2 separate regions of the Rattus norvegicus genome follow, and region 1 is linked to region 2. A link is a contact called in public Hi-C data. All regions are on one chromosome and are shown on one strand. The core of a region is the stretch at or near the end of the contact, and the rest is flanking DNA. Distances in the headings are between cores, read along the strand shown. Region 1 has its middle 29 kb from the start of Tmem30b. Region 2 holds the start of Slc38a6 (solute carrier family 38, member 6).

Region 1 (3,947 bases), core at 145-2,644, 240 kb after region 2:
TAGAGATGAAGAGGGGGCGACTTGGCAGACCACACAGGAGTTTAGGACAACCACACTGCTCTGTAATGCTGGACTTGGGTCACTATCCATTTGTCCAGACTAGAGGCACAAAAAGGGAACCCTAATATGAGTATGGACTTTGGCAGATAATTGTGCGGGTTTAGGGGTTGTAACAAACGGGCCAGGATTCGGGGTGCTGAGAGTATGTAGAAACCTTCTGTAGTTCCTACTTTTTGCTTTGGTCCTAAAACAGTTCTGAAAAAACAAAGCTTTTGTCCTACCTTTACATTTTTCCATGCTAGAAATAAAACTCATGGCCCAAGGCAGCTACCCTAGCTTTCTACCACTAACCTACCCTCCCTGATCCTTCTAAATATTTGATTTAAATGCTAGTGGTTAGCCCCTGATGGATCCAGAGAAACTGAAAAAGAAATGCTTCGTTTAAAAATTTATTTATCTGATTTCTTTTTAATTACGTGTGTTTGGGTGCGTCCGTGTTGCGCGTTTGTGGATGTAGATGCTCACAGGATCCAGAAGGTGGCATCCTTGAGCTGGAATTAAAGGCTATTGGGAGTTACACATTCGCACCCCCATCCCACCATGTGGGTGCTAGGGACCAAGCTCGGGTCTTCTGAAAGAGCAGTATGTGATCTTAACCAATGATTTCTAAGCCTGGAGTGTTTTATTTCTAATGTCACTGGGGATGCAGCCATGTGCAGTGCGCAGCGGGTCACCTTCGGGGTTAGAACCCACACCTGTGCAGCCAGAGCCATATCAGCATTTGGTCAGGACAGCCCGCTCGCTACCCAGAGGAACACGCCAAATAGGGAGGTGGGAACTTATCGCATGTAGGCAGAGACCTGACCTGGCCCTCACAACCTACTGGACTTGCTAAGTTCCTGAGGAAGGAAGCTGCTACCACTAAAGCCTACCCCGCCCCCAACTGAGGTTAGACTATCTTCTGGGACACCCAAGGTTGGAGCACATTGGGTGATTAGCTGTGTCACAGATGCGACCCTGAACAATGTGATGAGTATCCTGTTGAGAACGGCAGGTGGGCAACAGCATGCACTGCCAGGCCTTCCTGTCTCTATTTTCTCAGCTGATGGTGACACTCAGAAAAGAAAGAGATCGGGCAGGTTTAATGAGAATGGAGCTAGGCTGTCATTTTACCAAAAGAACTCTGACCAGTTTGTCCAGATTGAAGCCTATTCGGCCCAGACGCATTAAAGTATCACTTTCTCCAACATTTCGATCCTTTTGATTCCCCAAACCACAGATTCTTTTCTTCTCCATCTCTAAAGACTAATGTATTTCACCCTGTAGCCTCTGTCTAAAGCCACTGCAGTTAACTAGACAAGGGAAAGGGCCTTTGAAGATTATGGTGGGCAGCAGCGACCTCTGCTGGGAGAATGGGGCATGCGCGCACCACTCTGGACTAACCCAAAAAGTGTGGTGGTACTTGTGGGGGCAGAGAAAAAAACACTTTCATTTCTGTTTCTAAACTATTCAGGGGTTTAAATCAAACGCGTAGGTTTATCTCTTTTTAGCTTTGTAGAAACAAAAAATATGCTACGTGCTCGCCACTCCCACAGCTTATTGGTATCTAAGTGATTTTTTTTTCAGAGAGCCTCACCGTGCACAGAGGTTCTAGGGCAGCCTCGCTGGTGATTAGTTAATGGATTTCTTCCCCATCTACCCGCCTCCAGGAACGCCAAGCTGACCGTGCCCAAGCAGGAAAGTCTGAACTCTGTGGTGGGCTCTTACGCTGTGAGAGCCCCTCGGAGGTAGGACGAGTCGGAGTCAGGTCAATGTGGGGTCAAACGCACTCAAAGAGACATTGACACTCCTTTCGCCAAGCTTTCTTCCTTGATTGCCCAGGAATTTGGATGCTTATTCTTAGCTTGTTGTGGGCGGCAGGAGAACATTGTGAATACTTTTGAAAAGAATGGATAGAAGATGATTAAATTGATAGGGAAAATGAGTCATTAGCTTTTCTCTGAGAATGAATTTCTGCCTTCCAAATCTTGCTATGCCATTACACAAACATGCTGGAAGACTGCCAAGGCATGTGTGAATTTAAGGGAGGGAATTATTAATGGCGAGCCAATAGAAGACATCCCTTTAATTTTGGAATGAGTAAAAAAAAAGGTTAATTTTAAAGTTTTCTCTGCCTATATGAACATTTACTAAAGGAGGAGGTTAGAAAACTCCTGGGAATTTCCAGCTTTCTATCCGGAGGGAATCTGGCTGTCCTTGTGGTAGAGACAGGTACTGGTGGTCATCCCTGTGCTCTGCTGGTCATCCCTGTGCTCTGCTGGTCATCCCTGTGCTCTGCTGGTCATCCCTTGTTCTTCTTGTTTGTTTGTTTGTTTGTTTGTTTGTTTGTTTTCTATCACCTCAATCCAAGCTGGTCATCTGAGAAAAGGAGACCTCGATGAAAAAAATGCTCCTATCAGATTAGACCATAGACAAGCCTGTGGGGCTTTTCATGATTGGCAGTTTACGTGGAAGGATCCAGACCATTGTGGGTAGAGCACCGTTGAGCATCTGGTTTTGGGTTGTAAAAGAAAACAGACTAAGTCAGGAGGAACCAGCCAGTAAGCAGTGTTTCTCTGTGGTCTCTGCACCTGTTCCTGTCTCCAGGTTCCTGCCTTTAAGTTCCTGCCTAGGTTTCTGTGATGATGGCGTTGTGACATAAACCTATATCTTCCTCAGTTGCTTTAGGCCACTGTGGTTATCAAACTAACTCATCATCTAACTGCTTCCTCGGCCCACCAGCTCCGTCTCATCACCTGGACGGTACCAGGAGAAATATTACTGTACTTTTCTCATGGTTGAGTGTCCCCTAAGGATCCCATGTGATGAAATCCTTGGTCTCTTGGGTGGTGTTTTGGGAAGGAACAGAACCATTAATGTGGGGTCCATGGAAGATCCTGACGTTATCAGGTGTGAGATCTTGAGTGGCCTCTTGGATTCTCAGGAGTGGATGTTATAAAATAAGGATGTCTGATGTCTCTACTTCAATAGCAGTTACCTGCTTGCTCTCACTGCTACTGTGGACCCTGCAGCGAAGCAGACTAAACTGCAGTCCTCTGTGCTCGCTGGACACTGACTCTCCGTAACAACTTGATAAGTAGCTTGTCCAGTATTTTGCTCTGGGGATGCAAAACACCATATGTTGACCCTAAAGAATGTAGACACAAACCTATGGGTAAAGAAGACAAAGGTCGGGGGTTGGGGATTTAGCTCAGTGGTAGAGCGCTTGCCTAGCAAGCGCAAGGCCCTGGGTTCGGTCCTCAGCTCCGGGGTTGGGGGGTGGTGGGGGGGAGAAGACAAAGGTCTCTGCCTGTGAAGAGTGCTGTTGGGGAGGGAAGAATTCTGATCCTTCAAACTTGAGGTTTGCACTGCTTGGTCTGCCTTTTAATCTTGTTCTCTTAGATGAGCCCACCAAAGGCTACAGCATCTTACCTCCCTCCGGTCGCTAGGATTACCGCACAGCAGAGCAAACTCTGTTCCTCTCAAACAATTTGGCGAGCTCTTAGCAGAACCAGTTTCCCATCATGGCCCTTGAACCTTGGGCGGGATTAAGGAAGCCTTTTTCTCTTCAGTAAGCAGGTTGTGGACTTCACTTAAACCACTCAGCAGAGAGGCTAACTGGCAGAGTGTGGAGTTGTTGTTCACAGGCTACACCAACACCCAGTTGGTCCTGGCCTTCACATGTGGTCATTTCTCAGCAGGAATTCCAGATTGAACTTGACACTCCCGGGAGAGGTCTTGAGAGAGGGGATACATTCTTTTGAAGTGAAGCCTCTACTTCAATCTATTCTTTAGATTAACACCTAGATATCATACCCGCTATTTTGAGGGTGAACTTCGTGGATAAGGCAATTTTTACCTTTTCTCCCCAAAGGAAAAAATGATTGTCAGAAAGAAAGAAAGAAAGA
Region 2 (4,234 bases), core at 457-2,956:
CCATTCGGCTTGCAGAAGTCTTGAGAATCCAAATGGCTTCAGTAAGATTCTAGGGAAAATAACCAAAAAAACACCATCAAACTACATGTGAGCACATTCACAATGGCTTTTGAGAATGAAAATATAAATTCTCCTTCAAATCCCCTGCCAAGTGCTGACAAAAGGTTTGGATGGCAAGGGAGGGCAGTCTCTCTTGCAGGTATGATCATTGTCCCTAGTAAACAATACATTTGCGTGTTCAGTCTACTTGCCTCTGTAACAAAGATTAGTGGTCTAGCAGCCTCCCTGCACCCAAAGAACTCTGCTCACAATTTTCTATAGAACACACACAGAATGAGAAGCATGAAATTTGAGTTAAGGGACATTTCTAAATGAAATGATCACTTTATATGCTGTCACCAATGGCGATATTTACTAGGATATTCTTATGGGATCTTATTTTATTTATTCTTATGGGCTGTTGTATCAGAAGCTGTGTTATGAAGTTTGTAAGCTAAGGGGTAGGTTACTCACCCAAAGTTATGTAGCTGCTAAGTGGCTCAACAAGGCTTAAAAGTCCATTACAGTCTTTGCCTAGCATGCATGAAGTCTTGGGGGTTATCCCCAGCATCACATATATGGTGAGGCCTCCCTGTAATCTCAGCTTGAGGAAATAAAGAGGATTAGAAGTTCAAGGTCAGTCTGTAATGCATTTGAGACCAGACCTCAAAAAACAAAAGCCTTAGTTAACAATGACCTTAAAGCTGGGGATACAGCTTAGTTGGAAGAGTGTGTGCCTAGCATGCTTATGCAAATCCATGGGCTTCAGCACTACATAACCTGGGCGTGGTGGTGCAGGCACTCAGAAAGCAGATCAAAAGTTAAGGACATCCTCCAGGCTGGTCTAGACACATGAGATTTGTCCCTTCCCACATGACCTTAGTCTACTGTTAGGGTGCCTTTCATACTGTACTGCCATATGCCATGCCTCTAGCTAAAAGCTTCAGTATTTTGATGACAAGACTATACTGTGCTGTGTGAAGCACAATACTAGTGATTCATTTCATCTTTTAAAATACCAAGTAAATGGTAAACGATCCTGTTACAGAGCCCTATAATATAAAACAATGAAGTTTACGTTTGCACTCATACTTAAGGAACTAGTGCCGACTGCTAGTTTACTGACACTGTAAATGTAGTTGTCCGTCTTCCATTTGTAAAATGTAGATTAAACACCACGAAAAAAAATTTGTGGTACTGGGAACCTAATCCTGGGCATTACTCATGCTAGGCAATACCTCTACCACTGAGCTACACTAGTCCTCACCATGCGTTTGACCAGCCCCGGTACCAAGGGCTCGGGCTCGGGGACAATGAGATGAATGGCCTGGCGGCCTTTTTGCGCTCCTTGGGCGAGAAAGGAGAGCACGGGTCCCACGGCAGTACCACCGGGTCTTTTGCATCACACGAAAGTCTACGGCTCTCTAACCAGCTGCATCTTTCCAGATCCAGCAACAGTCGAGGCCGGATTAAGACCCAAACCCTCACCTCATGCTCTGGTGCAGCTCGGAAATGGGTCTTCTGCGGATGGTGACGTCATCACTGTTGGCCGTGAAGGCAGCGTACAGACCCTGTGGACTCTGCGCCTCTCTTCCGGGCCGCGATTTGCTACGGAATCCGGGAAGGGTCAGGCCCGTAGCTCCGCCCCCTGGAGCCGCTCAGCCGGGGCGCTTGGGGCTAGGGGAAGCGACTCGCTGATTTACTAGGCAGTCGGTCGCGAAGTACCATGCAGGCGTCCCGGTACAGTATAGAAGCCGAGCCTGGCTGGTACGTATCTGTCCAGCAGCCGGAGGAGGCGGTGGCTGCAGAAGAGTGGAGTCCGTTGCTAAGCAACGTAAGTGGGCTTCGCTGGCAGTGCTGGGCTACTGCGCTTCGGCATCCTCCAGAGCTTGCAAGAAGAGCCCTGGACTGGAGGGGACTGACCCTGGAAAGGGGCCCGAACCGCTGACCCTAGCCGAATTTGGAATGTGGTAGCAGCATGGAGCACTCAGTCAACAGTGAGGCTTGGAACACCGGCGGGGTGATTGTTTTGTGTCTTTGTCGCCTCTGTTTAAACCCTCTAGACCTGTGAGGTCTTTGTAAGAACATCACACGATGTTTGTTTTCTGGGTTTAATCATGGGGTGAAGGGAAAGGTGAGCTGTAGACACTTTAATACAGCAGTCCCTGTAAGTGAAGACGAGGAGAGGTCTCAGGTAATGTGTACATGGGTCGTCCTTAACCTAAAGCCGGTGTAGTGGGCTGTGTCCCAAGCGCCCCCTCCCCCTCTCGCACCCTCTTCGGCCCCGAATGTCCAGCCCAGGACCTTGGGCATGCTAGAAAAGCACCCTAACTCAGAGCTGCTCTCCAGTCCTGGCACTCCTCTTTTTAACTGAATCTCTGGACTGTAACAGCTGAGGTTTTGCTTATGTTGTCCCTGTAAGCTATTCCTGATCATACTTCTTGCTGGGAGGACTTAATTCATTGGGTATATAAATAAAAGGTTTGTTTTGCGGTCCTAGTACTTGGGGAGGAAGAGTTAGGGACAGAAGTTCCATGCTGACACTGGGATTCTTCAGGAAGCACGTGAGCTGAGGCCTGTTCCTTCTCCCAGTCTCCACCCCGAGCTTACCCTATCTTGATCTCTTGAAGTCACAAGGTCTTGGCTCCTACTGAAAGTAGCCTGGGCCCTGTACTGAAGGGGGTAGTTTTCCTGGAAGACTAGGTTCCTTGAGTTGCATCAACAGGTCAAACTGAAGGAAAAGGAACAAGTGTTGTGTCCAAATTTGCTTTCTCTTGGTGTGATAACAACCATGACAGAAAGCAAGCTGGGAAGGGAAGAGTTGATTCCATTTTACAGCTACAGTCCTTCTTGAAGGGAAGTCAGAGCCCGGATCTGAAGGCAGAAACTGAAACAGAGGTCACAGAGGAAATATTGACTTGCCCTTTCTGGCTTGTGCAGTTTGATTTCCTTCATCCCCAGGAAGGCTTGATCAGTGATGCTCCCACCTAAAACAGCTGTCTTTTCACATCAATCGGGAATAGCCTCCCCACCCCCCCCCATCCCCACCCCTGCTTTCCTACAGGCCAGTCTCTTGAGGGCGTTCTCCCACTTGAGATTCCCTCTTCTCAAATGACTGTGTTACGTGGACAAAAGAAGTAGCCATGTCCTGGTTTACACAAATCCTCAAGTTTGTAGAAGGGCTCCATAATTTGTCAGTGGTGTTTCGACATACTTTAACTTCCTCCATCAGACCTTTAATGTGGTTAAATGGTGTGTTTACAGGAACCTCGCAGACAGGGATCCTCTGGTGCTTCATTTGGTCTCTCCGTCTTTAATGTGATGAACGCCATCATGGGAAGTGGCATCCTTGGCTTGGCTTATGTGATGGCTAACACGGGTATCCTTGGATTTAGGTGAGGCCTGCTTTCGTATTTTATCATCACGTTTGATTCCAGAAGTTACCGGTCTACAATTTCTAGTTGAATTATTTCCGAGGTTTTAGCGCTGTTTTGTTAACTAGCCTAACTAGCCTGTTTTGGAGGAATGCTACATACAGTCATGCTTTGCTTGAGGGGATGGGCTTTCTTGTAGAAACATCAAGAAGGGAACCTGTGACTGTAAGATAGCATGGGCTTTATTTCAAACAGCACCTGCAAAGCGGGACTCTGGTGTAAGAATCAGAACCTGTTGACTCACAGGCTATGGTGGTTGTAGAGCACAAAAAAGAAAGGGAAGGCCACTGAAAATTTTCCCTCTTGGGCAGGTTGTTGCTAGGGGAAGCTTTGGAGATAAGGTATGTGTTTAGAATGTCATGTGGTAGATAAGCACCTTTCCTGGTCAGCCATTAATGGGGTCCATAGGGCACAGAGGATAAGGATGTAAAAAAACAAGGTACTTTATTTTAGGAATTGTTATTGTTTAACCAAAAGGTGGGGAGGCTACCAAATAGAGTAACCATGGCTAATAGTTCTGAAGTGTGGTACAGTGCTGTTTTGAGGTGAACCTTATAGAGTATACTTAAACAAACTTGGATGATAAAGCCTTCTGCATATCTATGCAGTGTAGCCTGTTACTCCTGGCCTAAAAATCACCTAATGCAGTGTGTTCTGCATGCTAGTACAGTAAATGCAGTAGCAGCTGTAATATAAAGGTATCTGTTTATCAACATGCACAAAAGATTCAGTGAAAGAGGAAACCCGTTCCTGGATTGGAC

The links. Hi-C and Micro-C count contacts between places; a contact is called where the count stands out from the background.
Region 1: a Hi-C map of the A7r5 cell line shows a contact between it and region 2, with 2.7 times the contacts expected there. The contact joins the enhancer-like site here to the promoter of Slc38a6 in region 2. A contact is called at or near these places in 2 of 12 Hi-C or Micro-C datasets (the A7r5 cell line and mammary epithelial cells).

The regions. Positions count from the first base shown.
Region 1 is chr6:97,959,302-97,963,248 of GRCr8, forward strand. No RefSeq gene overlaps it. Among named protein-coding and RNA genes, the nearest start is that of Tmem30b, 29 kb to the right of the region's middle. Within about 2 kb of position 1,395, at least 6 of the 93 cell types and tissues checked have an H3K27ac peak or open chromatin away from gene starts, as enhancers often do. A contact at or near this core is called in the A7r5 cell line, where this site is marked.
Region 2 is chr6:97,721,820-97,726,053 of GRCr8, forward strand. Slc38a6 (solute carrier family 38, member 6) reads left to right here and starts at 1,707. Exons shown (of 16, transcript NM_001013099.1): 1 at 1,707-1,873; 2 at 3,304-3,434. The coding sequence starts at 1,766. It overlaps Trmt5 (tRNA methyltransferase 5), which reads right to left and starts at 1,580. Exons shown (of 5, transcript NM_001396073.1): 1 at 1,528-1,580; 2 at 1-49. The coding sequence starts at 1,532.